Regions from separate parts of the Mus musculus genome. Here region 1 is linked to region 2. Evidence: chromatin contacts called from public HiChIP or PLAC-seq data. All regions are on one chromosome and are shown on one strand. Each heading gives the region's core, a stretch centred on a gene start, on an enhancer-like site or on the middle of the called end of the contact. The rest is flanking DNA. Distances are from core to core; before and after follow the strand shown.

Region 1 (6,121 bases), core at 580-3,079, 450 kb before region 2:
ATTTCCATCTTTCTTTTCACATAGAAGTAACTTATTGCTTGCTTTTGACATATTGAGACACTAGTATCACTATTCTTCCATTTGGGGACCAGCGGTAAGTACAATAAAGCTCAAAGGAACACAAGCACTGTGGTATCTCAGTAGCTGCAGGGATATTGCAGACAGCTTAGCATAAGGCAGGTACGGTACACAGCACAGATATATGGGCAAAGAAACAATTCATATCTCAAGTTGGACAAAGTGTTGTCTGAGCAAGATTTCTCTGAGCTACTGAAATGGGGTGTAACTTAAAATGGTGGAATGGTTTATTCTGGAATTTTCTACTTAGTATTTGATCAGAAGTAACTGACAGCACAGGAAACAAGCCTTCAGATAAGGGGCGACCACAGTTTCTTATGCATTTATTGTTCATCGATCTGCTCTCCCTCTCTCAGTAAATACCCTGTAAGAGGAGGAACCTTGCTCTGGGATGTGCTTCTAGCACCCAGTAAAGTGGGTGGCACCCAGTAGGTGTTCAATTTTATGACTAAATCAGTCATGTTATACTGATGAACAAGTACTATCACTTACACAGGACTATTTGAAGCTCCATGTAATAAAAATGATTACACTGGGCATTTACATTTGGTGGGACTGTGGGGATTTTTTTTTCTTTTTCCTGTGGCTAGTTCTTCTGAATTAAAATAACAACAGCAAAAACTGAACAAAACTGTGAACGATGTTTTAGGTACAAGGCTGGGAGTGCAGAAACCAAACAGATTTTATCTGCACTTTTTGTTTTGATTTGGTTTTTTGAGATTGGGTTTCTCTGTAGATCTCTGGCCATCATAGGACTAGCTCCGTAGGTCAGGCTGGCCCACTCATAGAGATCTGCCAACCTCTGCCACCTGAGTGCTGGTATTAAAGGCATTCAGCACCACCCCCTAGCTCTTCTGCATTGTTAAACCCCCTCATAAATCCAATTTACTGAGACGATTTGGCCAATTCTGAAAAAAAAAACATGCCATATCTCTGATGACAGGCACAGTCCCTCCACCTGATGTTCCGAGGAAGTGCATACTGCACCTCTAACAATGTGGTCCTTCTGTGTCGCTTGCTTGATATTCATTCTTCTCCCAGAGCAAGATTCTCTAGAACCTTGCCAATCACTCCTCAGGTAAGTGCTGACACGTCAGAGGCACAGACGTGTCAGAAAACCCCTAGTCTAGAGCTGGGGGAGGCAGAAAACCAGTTTGAAATGATAGAAAGGGAGCAAACAGATTGAAATAAGACTGAAGATATGACTAGTAATGTCCACAAGGACAAAGCTTGTTCTTGTCTTGAGCTGCTTAAATCTGCGAAATGAGATAATTACTTTATCTCGTATCAGCATCATCTAGAACTGCACAATGATGCAGGCATTACAGAAGTCAGCACAAACTTAAGCTTCACCGATGCTTTCCCGGTAGCTTCACATGCCCAGAAAATTCCAAGGGGGCTTCCCAGAGCTGAGTCAGCTCTGGGTAATACCAGGTCGGGATTGCCGAAGCCCACCAGAAAGTATAGTTTTTCTAAAGCTGTGTCTCCCGCTCCTGTTCAAATATTCTAGGTTGGAAGCGATGAGCCGCCAAATTACAGTGACTCCCTGGACTTCCTGTGTTTTCTTTCATGTCTTTGCTTTCAAAGCTTCTCTAGGAGTCAGGCCCCTCACTTCAGGGCCCCCCACTGCTTGCCTTCTTTCCTCCTTTGTCACCTTTTCTATAGATCTGCCCACAGTAAGTACAGGACTCACCCCAAGCCCACAGAGCCTCGGGGTCCACCCCCATACTTACTGGAACAATGCCGGAACTCAAAGCGGATGTGGGAGCCCCGGAATTTGTCCACAGGAATAGGAAGTTTCAGCAGCTCTGACCACCTGGGACTGTTGTTATGATAGAGCACAAAGGAGTGGTACTCACTAGCCGGTGGCTCTCCAGAGCCAAAGGAGATAAAATCCTAATGAAGAAACATGTGAGTTAAAGGCAGGTTCATTTAGACTCTTCCACAAACATCTTTCCAAGAGACATTACCTATCTTTTCTCTTCTTTTTCTGCCTTTGCTCTACCTAGTGAGGAGGAGACCAGTTCTGTTCTGAACCTGGTTCTCCATGGCTTGTTATTCTAAGTCTGGGATGTGATGTAAGAATTCAACTCCTGAAAACCACATTCCCAGCCCACTCAGGAGGCTCTTCCATGATCCGGAGGTGACTGTGATGGCCCAGTGCAACCTTTGGGACAGTGGTTCTCAACACGTGGGTGGCAGGACCTCCTCACAGGAGTTGCTTTAAGACCATCACAAAACACAGATATTTTACATTATGATGTAGCAATGAAAATAATTTTATGGTTGGGAGTCACCACAATATGAGGGATTGTATTAAAGGGTCACAGCATTAGGAAGGTTGAGAACCAGTGCTTTAGAAGAACAGGCAAACACACTGTGAAACTAGCTATGTTCAGAGAAAACACTTCTTCCAGAAGAGGTTCTGTTATTGTTTCCCCAAGTGTCAAGTAGTACCAGACTCTACTTTGGCTTAAAAAAAAAAAATTAAAAAAAACTAAACATGGTAGGCCTTTTGTAGTAGTTGTTGTTTGTTTGTTTTTCGAGACAGGGTTTCTGTGTGCCGCCTTGGCTGTCGGAATTCACTCTGTAGATCAGGCTGACCTCCTACTCAGAGCTGCTTATCTCTGCTTCCCAAGTGCTGGGATTAAAGGCCTGAGCCAGCAAGCTAAATAGGTTTGTTTGTTTGTTTCTTTTATTCTGCTTGGCTTTGTTGTTGTTGTTGTTTTTCCCCAATTGCCAGAACAAAAAAAAAAGTAAGAAAAAAATTAAATGATACTAAAATACTGTATTTAAGGAATGACTATTATAATAAAATTATTGGTATACATAGTCAGGAAAGTGAAAACACCGTTTCCATTTATATATATAGCATGTTCCATGTGTATATACATATATATATATATATATATATATATATATATATATATATATAGTATGTATACACATATACATATATATAGTATGTGAGTGTTCTGTTTAAATGTATGACTGTATGAGAGGAGAGCATCAGATGGTTGTGAGCCACCATGTGGGTGCTGGGAATTGAACTCAGGACCTCTGAGTGCTTTTAACCACTGAGCCATCTCTCTGGCCCCTTAATGAACTTTAAAAAATGAAAATAAAAAGCCTACATAGAGTTAGAAAAAAAAACACTGGCAACTGAGAAATTAAATGATCACAGGTAGAGATGAAGCCAAGCAAGGGTTGTCAGACCAACGGCCGTCCAGAATGAACATACCTTTAAGGGCTGACCATTACTGTCTACAATGAACATTGTAACTTCCACATTTCTGGCCACACTCTTGCCTCCTTTCTCAAATTCCCCCCTTTCTACGGTGATATATAAATCATTCCTCATTTCACCTGTTGAAAAATGAAAGCAAGAGCATGTTACATATATTAGGACATGTAATATTCTACCAAGAGAAACGTTAGTTTGTAAAAACACGTGGTTATTGTTACATTACACATATAAAAGTCTCAAGGCATTTACACTTTTATAAAACAGTCTCTACCCTCGCTGCTTATCAACACTGGAGGAGGATACAGGCTGGGCTCTGGAACTCTGGTGCTGCAGTGCAGCAAACGGGCATTCAGGAGACAAATGAGGTGGCTGAGGACGAGGCAGCTGTCTCACATTTTCCCAATATTTCCTTCATTTCATTTATGAGGTGTGACTAAAAGTGACAGCCTAGCGGTGATAGCTCTCAGGAGCCTGTATTATTATTTTATAGTCATGTGGCTCCTTAGAGGAAAGAAAGACCTAAACAGAATGCAATGGCAGGACCTGCAAAGATAATTACAGCAGAAACCTTTTCCAAGACTCATGGACAAGAATGACCTCACTGCTGGAAGAGTCCAGATTATTGCATGGGAACAGATGTGGCATACTCAGCCACAAAAACTCAGTGTGTTATTTCACACCATGCAGATTATACCATACTATAAAACAAATGAGAAAGAGCCTAGATTCAAACCATGTCAAGATACACAAAAGTCACCTGTATGTTTACCTTGGTGATGTATACAACTTTGGTTGTTTTATAATATTGCCCCTTTCTTATTACTCCAGGAAACAAAAACTAAAGCCAACTAGAAAACTTAGAGGAAAAGGATTGGGAGTAAAGTCAGTAGGCAAATCACCAGAACTGGAGAGTGACGGGAAGGGCCGGCATCTCAGCTTAACAGAACTTTCAAACAAATAAATTAACAAATTTCCTACAAGGAATCAAATCACTAGAAGGAAAAATAATCACACATACACACACACACACACATATCTGCAGCTGGGAATTTTGTAAAATTTCCTGGTTAAAGCTGTTAAAAGAAGCTACCCAGTTCTCCAAAACCAGGGGGTAGACAATATGTCCAGTTACCTTCTTCCACAAAGACATTTGCTTACAGTGGTCCCCTTCCTGACAGGACACAGATAGGCATAAAAAAGATGAATTGTGTAAGGTCAAAGAAGCACTAACCCTTAACTTCCCTTTCAAAGAGTACATAAAACACATATTAGAGGAACAGTTGATAGAGCGGTCTCATGAATTTTAGACTTCTCATACAGCTCATGAAAGACAACTTCAGAAAACAATGAGCTTACAAATACTGGAGAAAAGCAATGCATTTCAACACAGTTAAGATTATATATAGACATGTGGGGTGGCACATATCTTTAATCAAAGCACTTGGATCCATGGAAGCAGGTAGATTTCTATGAGTTTAAGACCAACCTGGTTCTACATAGCAAGTTCTAGGCCAGCCAAGGCTCCTTGGTAGGATTATGTTGTTACCCCTCCCTGCAAAATTATAGTTTTTCAAAGTTTTTGGTTTAGCTGCTCCCACACTTTTCAATTTCTAGACAGGGGATCAAAAATTTCACAAGTTTCTCAACTGATCTCATTACAATGAAGATGGTTCCAGGGACCCTCACATATACCAAAATGCACAAATGTTCAACTTCCTTACACAAACCAGAATAATTATTTGTGTAGAACTGACATACATCTTTTAGCATGTTTGAAATCATGTTACTTCTATCCAATACAATGTTAATAGTTCCAGTGTTGCATTGTTTAGAGAAAAATAATTAGAAAGAAAAAAGTTTGTCCATATTGAATGTTCTCAATTCTAAGATCACTGAATCTGATGAATTGTTAAATGTGGATACAAAGAGTCAGTGTGTGTGTGTGTGTGTGTGTGTGTGTGTGTGTGTGTATGTGTGTGTGTAAATAGTAATATATAAAGTGAGACTACAAAGTATATATGTATTTATATACTTATATGTATACATATATACATATATACACATAAAGTATATATCACTATCCTTTAGTGATATTTAGTTTAGAAATTCCATCACAAAGTCAACAACAAATAAGCCATTTTTTTTTTGTCTGAATAAAATACTTGATACAAAGTCTAGTGTGGACTGCACATATTTGCTCAGTGAGCTGTATGGAAGGCTATTTTTGACAACACTTTTCTTACTAACAGATCTGGCAAATAAGATAATATTTAAACCAAGATACTTTAAAGATTTTAGCTAACAATTTTCTTGCTTCATGGCATAAGTAACACGCCTCAGAGACTATAAGCCACATGCTGATTGGCAGGAGATCTAGCCACAGGGCTTTTTACCTTGAGAATTTCTCATAGAGAGTGATTATTCTTTCCAATACACAAAAGGATTCACTATCCTGAAAATGTATCCAGATTCGGTGTGTTTTTTCTCCTCTAGTGGAAATACAGGCATTCCATCTTCAGCAAGGCAAAAGCGATGAGGGAGGTTTGAAAGGTGTGTTCCAATGTCTGTAGGGTAGGCTCAAATCCTGGAGGGCCAGGGGATGCACTGCTAGTAATATACTGTTCTCTCCACTGTTCACAAAGCTCTGTGGGCATTTCCTATGTGTAGATACTGTATCCTAGACCCAGCGCATGCCACACTGAACAGAGCAGAAGCTCCATATTGAGTGAGTGAGGTCTTTGTGTCCATGTTGTATGTGGTGAATTCATGTTTACAACTGTGTGTGCATGCATGAAA
Region 2 (6,504 bases), core at 1,590-4,089:
CAAATATCTGAGAAAATTAACGTAAAGGGGTTAAAATCTGGTCTGGGGCCGGTCAGTGATAGAGTACTTGCTAGAAGCCCTGGGTTCAACCCCCTAAGATCCAGGAGGGGCTGGCTCAGAATTTTAGATATATTAAGTCTATGGTGGGACAGTATATCAGGGTAAGGGTGAGCCATCTTTGAGTTCTAATTTCATAACTGAGAAATCATTTATTTCCTGGCACTGGACACTTCTAGAGAGGGAGCATTGCGCTCCTCTAGGTGAAAGAGATTTCCCCCACTAAGCCATCTGGTAATCATTTCCACTAAAAGATAATTAGAAATCCTTTAGAAACAAAGAAATCCAATGCAAAGCCCTCTAATGCTCAGAGGGTGTCAGGTGTGCCCCTGGATGCGTGCAACTTGACTGCTACCAACAGGCCACAGATCTCAAAACGGACTTGGAAGCCTCTTTCAGACTCAGCACACACCACACATCCCACCCTTGACAACTTGTTTCTTTCTCAGGACTCCAAATCTGTCTTCTTTTTCAGATGTCGTGTTATTTGGGGGCCATGTGCTTCTAAGGGTGCTGCCCCTAGAAAGAAACTTGAGAACAACGTGACGCAGCTGGGAAAGGAGCTAGGGTTAATGAGGCAGACTATCCTACCTGAGTCGCTTCTGGAGAGGACCTAGATTATACACGATACTCGACCATTTTAGGATGATTAGGATGTCCAAGCTGTCATTCTAATCTTTCTAGCTTTGAAGTTTCAGGGAGACCTTGATAGCACCCTGCTATAACCCTATGATTTTAATTTAAAAGCTTGTCTGTCTCACCCAAACTCCTACTCAAGAATGAAAACGTTCCCAGGCTAGAGATCAACTTTGTGATAGCCAACAGACTTATTTACATAGGCTATGTATATTCAAAGTTATGTAGCTGCTTGTGAAATGAGCTGCTTCGACTATGTCATATTTGATGTCCTTTGCTTGCCCTATGGCCACCCTTAGCATATAACATCTGTTTCTAGTCTCTTTCTGCTATTACTGCAAATACCACTTCTGCTCAAGCCTGAGCTTGTATTACCAGACAAGCAGCAGAGAGGGAAGTTGAGATGATTTATACAGATTGTCAGCTTGATACACACTAGAATCACCTTGGAAACAAATATCTGGGCCTAGTAATTCAGGTAGAGAAAACTGCTCTAAATGCGGATGACACCATTCTAGAGTCTGGGGTCCCAGACTGTATGAAAGGGAGAAAGTTAGCTTGAGTTCCAGAGATCATCTCTTTCTGCTTCCCAAGTTTGGGTGCAATTTGATGATCTGCTTCCAGCTTCTGTCTCTGTCTTATCCTGGCAATGATGGCTTGTATGCATCTCCAACTGTGAGCTACAATAAGTCCTTCCTCTGTTAAGTTTCTGGTCAGATATTTTGTCTCAGCCATGAGGGGAAGGAACATCCAGCAAACTGATTAACAAGAAGTAGGACCATTGCTCCAATCAACCTGACCAAATGGTTATTAGAAGTTTGGATCTTGTGTTTGGAGGGACTATGGAAGAGTTTGGAATTTGGGGCTAGAAAAACCCTCTAATACTACATTCTGAACTAATGAACCATTCCCACGGGAACCTGGAAGCTAAAAAAAAAGCTGAAAGAAATGCAGACAATGGAGATCTGACACAACAAGGACTCACGGTGTTTATACTGCTTTCCCAGAAATGGGGAAAGGGCCGATGAATCTTCAGAAAGCCAGTGGAGCTGGCTAAATGACCCTCTCTGCTCCAACCTCTACTAGGAAAGGAACTTAAGAAAAATCAACCTGCTTTGTGCTCTTTTTTATTCTTTCTTTCTTCAGTCCCCCCTTACCACATAATATCTGTTCAGCTTCTTTGAAACATTATAGTTTATAGACTAAGAAAGCACCCAGAGTCACAGGTACTCTGGGGACATGTGTCGAACTGTCTTACTTAGTCACTTAGCATTGCTCTCCTGACATCTGCCACCTAGAACATTGCTTTTTTTTTTTTTTTTAAGTCTTCTTTGATTAATCTGTTTGATAATGTTTCTTCATTGAGTTATACTCACGGTGTACTCTCTTTGTGTGTGTGCATACATATGTTCACTTGTGTGTGTCTAGACCATAAGTTAACCTCGAGTATCTTCCTGGATTGCTCGCCACCATACTTGTTGATGCATGGTCTCTTGGTCAATCTGGAACTCACTAATTTGGCTAGACTTGGCTGGCCAGGAAATGCCAGGGTTCTTCCTGCCTCTTTTCCCCAGTACTGGGATTACAAGCCACCTCCAGCTTTTTACGTAGGTGTTTGGGGATTCAAATGGAGATCTTTCCCAACTGAGCCACACCCTAGGCCTCTAACATTCTTGTACTTTTCTGCATATGTGCTAAACTCCAATAAAGAAGCTTACTTAAACCTCTTCAAATCAATCTTGAGTGGACAAAACCACTTAAAGTGGAACAAGTACCAGCAATAGGCGGCTTTACTATAGCTCCTAAGTTGAGGAGCACACACACATGAGGGGGCTTCTTTATGCCACCCAGGATGGAGCTTAGAGAACAGAAGGTGACTGGTCCTGCATGTGCTGGAGGGCTGAAGCGGAACAGGCCCTTCTTAAGGGCTCCCAGCTGCATAGAAAGGACATTCGTTGGCTGTGCACCCTGAGATTTGACAGTGTACCTCATTTATTTCTGTTTTTTTAATTTAGATTTAACATGTTTTGCGAGTTAGAGACGGATCTGGAATCTTTTGGAAATCAAGAGAACATGATGGAGTACCGAGCTCTGATGTCCAGTGAGAGCTCTTGCATTTCCTGAATCCTTAAATACCGTTGAGGGCAGTAACACGTGCCTCAGACTCTTTGGATCTTTCTGTTCACTAAATGCTCCCTCTCAGAATGTGTCTAAGCTCAATAGAAATCGAAACCTTCCCACTTGAATTTTTTTTTCTAAGTTTCCTACTGGTGCCTTAGGAATTGATTTAGAAACCCTAAAGCCGCTGTCCCCATAAGTCTAGGCACAGATAGGTTATCTATGCCTTGGTTGAAAAACCTCTGCCTAACCTGGGGAAACCTTTTTTTTTTTCTTATTGTTATTTATGATGGAGAAGACTTGAGGAAAGGTCACCTTCAGATGCCTTTCTTCACATCTAACATGAGGCATAACAGCTGCGTTCTGTGAAATAAGCAACTTCTCCAAACAACCGCTCTTACTCGTCATTAAAAATTTCACAGGGAGGTGAAAACCAACAACAAAAAACAAAACAAAAAAACCCAAAACCTCTCCTTTATAGTTAAAAATGGGTTACCCGAATCTGCAGACCATCCATTTTGGCATATGGTACTATTATGTAATCCAAAGGTAGGAAGGCTCAGCCCAGTGATTTACAGAGGAGATTGTAAGAATTTCCTCACAGGCTGAAGCTTTTTTGATGAGTTAAAAAAAAAAAAAAGAATTTTGCTCACAGCGGCAAGCCTGTCACCTAATCCTGAATGCATTGTTTTAAAAGTTATTTTTTTAAAGCCCAGTTACTTCATGCACAATAGTTTTGACGTTTTATCGGCATGCAATTAAAGATCCTTTGTCTAAAGTTCTACTCTAAATTCTTGAGCAGATAGGAGCTCAGCTTTTCAAAACTGAAATCCTTTGACAACCACCGCAGCCCACACGGGAGGAGCCAGCAGTGTTGTGCTGCCCTCTGTTGGGCTATTGCAGAAACGCGTGCGTGCAGAGTTGGCCTAGGGCTGTCTCCAGGAATAATCTGGTAGTCTGTTAAAATAGAGTTCTTTTCACAGAAAAGCCCGAGAAGCACAACAAACTAAGCAATGAGGGAGAAATGTAGAGATTAAATTTGTGGAGACTCATTTGGTGGATGCCATAGACTAAATAAATGTCTGCTCAAAACTTGCTCTTTTTATGAGTGATCGTTTGGAAGACAAGACGGGCTGACAATAAAGACTTTCCTTCATTTTCTTGACAGCAGTGTGAGGACTGATCAAAGCAAAAAGAAAGAGTCTTTGAGGCCAGCCTGTTCTACAGAGTGAGCTCCAGGACAGCCAGGGCTACACAGAGAAACCCTGTCTTGAAAAAAACAAAACAAAACAAAACAAAAAAAGAGGAGGAGGAGGAGGAAGAGGAGGAGGAGGAAGAAGAAGAAGAAGAAGAAGAAGAAGAAGAAGAAGAAGAAGAAGAAGAAGAAGAAGAAGAAGAAGAAGAAGAAAGAGAAGAAGAAGAAGACACAAAAGTCTGACACTCATGCTATTACAGTATGTTTACAGACAAGAGCCTGGCATGGCTGTCCTCTGAGAGGCCGTACCAGCAGCTGACTGAGACAGAAGCAGATACTTACAGTCAAGTGCCCTCAATTCTGCCAGGCATGACTGTTGTGCGAAGGGCAGTTCTGGAAAGGCCTGGTTCTAAATATCTTGTTCCTTCAAGTGGAAGTCTCTGTGACTGAACATTTATTTCATGTCAGCTACTGCAGACAGTCTAAAATTTGGTGGCAGGTAATGGCCTCTCCACATTGAAGAAGTATCCTGTCTACTGAAGAAGCCCCAAGGAATACAGTTATATACAAGCAATATGCATTACAGCTTGAAGCAGGTTGAAGCATGCACAAACCCATCCACATGAAATAAATGAAAGGATATTAATTTCCTTGTGCTTTCAAATCAGAAATTCCTACTGGAAAGGCCTATTAGAGTCATATAGGAGTCCTTTCCTCAATTACCTGGTTTGTTGTTTGTTTTGTTTTGTTTTTGCAGAAAAACTAGCATCTTATTCTCACTTTTATAAGCTCATGTGTTAACTGAGATGGGGAATGTTAAGGTGGGGACAACACAAAAGCCATTATTGACTCTATGAATAGGAAGGAACCTTGGGGATCCCCTAGTGGCAAACTGTTATTTAACACTTGAAAATGTGGACTGGAGGTGTAGCTCAGCACTTCAGTACATGCCTAGCACACACAAGGCTCTAGGTACACACCTAACACAATACACAGAACAAAATAAAAACAAACAGAGGCAGAAGACTTCATCCAGATCATGACTGTGGTAGAGCCAGAATCCCAGGCCTTTTGCCCAGCTGACTTTCCCCCCTGTTGCTACTTCAAATTTACTACAATATTAACCCCTTTCCAGCGGCTCCAGGTATCACACCCAGGTCTGTTACCCAAACCCTAGCTCATTTTCAACACGTGGAGGACCTGTGCCACAACCCCTCCAGTGGGGCCACGTCAGAACAACAAGTAAACTTCTGATAAGCGTTAGGGAGAGCAGACACTTGGCCACTGACATCACAGGTTCCCTAAGGTCTAATCCTATGTTTGTCCTCTGCCTACTGGAGGACCTTTCCTCTGTCCTTCACCTACCCATGGTCTGTGTTTATTTTCAATGGTAGTCTCCTCGGTGAATGTCATTGCATGCTTCCCATGCTTTAAGGAAACTTAGTTTTGAAATCTATATAATAAATCGCTGCCATTGCCCCTTAATGTTTGTTAAGGTTTTAGGGACAATGTTTCTATAGGATCTTCAAATAAATCTGTTCCTAAAAAATATCAACTTGCACTACTTAGAAATAGGCCCATGCTTTTGTCAAGCATCTAAGGATCTGTAGTGAAATATGTGGGGCTGCAGAGATGGCTCAGTGGGTAAGAGCACTGACTGCTCTTCTGAAGGTCCTGAGTTCAAATCCCAGCAACCACATGGTGGCTCACAACCACCCGTAATGAGATCTGACACCCTCTTCTGGTGTGTCTGAAGCCAGCTACGGTGTACTTACACATAATAAATAAATAAATAAATCTTTTTAAAAAATATGTGCACCATTTAGAAAAGGTCTTTTTTTTTATAAGTAAAAATGATCTGTTGCAATGCTAATGGGGATTCATTTCTGATTCCAACATATAGTTTCTAAATACATTTTCCTCCCAGAGGTCCATGTTCATAATGGTTATATAACTTGTTTTCCCAGAGACACCTCCACAGCGCCGTTGCAAACGTGGTTAAGTCCACAGTTCTTAGACAGGTAAATATTCTCTTGCCCTCTGCTGGCAACATTGAAACCTCTCTGAGAACATGCCAACTAGACATCCATGTGGATCTCGGATATATACTTTATCCTGCTGGTTTTGGGGTCTGTCTAGCAAATGCCTACTTGACAATGTGTATACCAGGCATGAAAATCTCTCTGTAGCGCCCACTTCTTATCAAGACATCAATAAGCCAGGAGTTCAGTTTCATTAAGAAAGTTGTCACCCAGTGCACTGGGAGTGTCGTTCTGCATCGGTTTGTCATTGATTTGCGTTATTCACGTTCAGCACCGTCAGCTGAATACAAACCAAACGAGACCATAGCCAGAGGAACTAGGGCCTAACAGCTCCCTGGTCTTCCTTGGGTGAGATCCCCCTGAGCTTGTCCTGCCTTGCCAGGCATCCCTAGCCTATTCACAGTGGTCAAGGCAGAGCACACACACTTAGTTAAGGCCAGTAAGACTACCCCTTCT

Evidence for each region. HiChIP or PLAC-seq counts read pairs in DNA pulled down with a chosen protein or histone mark.
Region 1: an H3K27ac HiChIP or PLAC-seq map of embryonic stem cells shows a contact between it and region 2, with 9 read pairs. The contact joins two enhancer-like sites. A contact is called at or near these places in 2 of 15 datasets of contacts at CTCF or cohesin (both in the NIH/3T3 cell line), 6 of 484 Hi-C or Micro-C datasets (B cells, DN2 thymocytes, bone marrow-derived macrophages and 2 more), 3 of 115 datasets of contacts at active chromatin or transcription factors (embryonic stem cells and microglia) and 2 of 9 other capture datasets (adipose tissue and bone marrow-derived macrophages).

The regions. Positions count from the first base shown.
Region 1 is chr12:40,700,184-40,706,304 of GRCm38.p6, reverse strand. It overlaps Dock4 (dedicator of cytokinesis 4), which reads right to left. Exons shown (of 53, transcript NM_172803.2): 14 at 3,320-3,444; 15 at 1,812-1,974. Among named protein-coding and RNA genes, the nearest start is that of Dock4, 260 kb to the right of the region's middle. Within about 2 kb of position 1,829, at least 5 of the 459 cell types and tissues checked have an H3K27ac peak or open chromatin away from gene starts, as enhancers often do. A contact at or near this core is called in embryonic stem cells, where this site is marked.
Region 2 is chr12:40,254,611-40,261,114 of GRCm38.p6, reverse strand. No RefSeq gene overlaps it. Among named protein-coding and RNA genes, the nearest start is that of Gm40403, 9.7 kb to the right of the region's middle. Within about 2 kb of position 2,839, at least 9 of the 459 cell types and tissues checked have an H3K27ac peak or open chromatin away from gene starts, as enhancers often do. A contact at or near this core is called in embryonic stem cells, where this site is marked.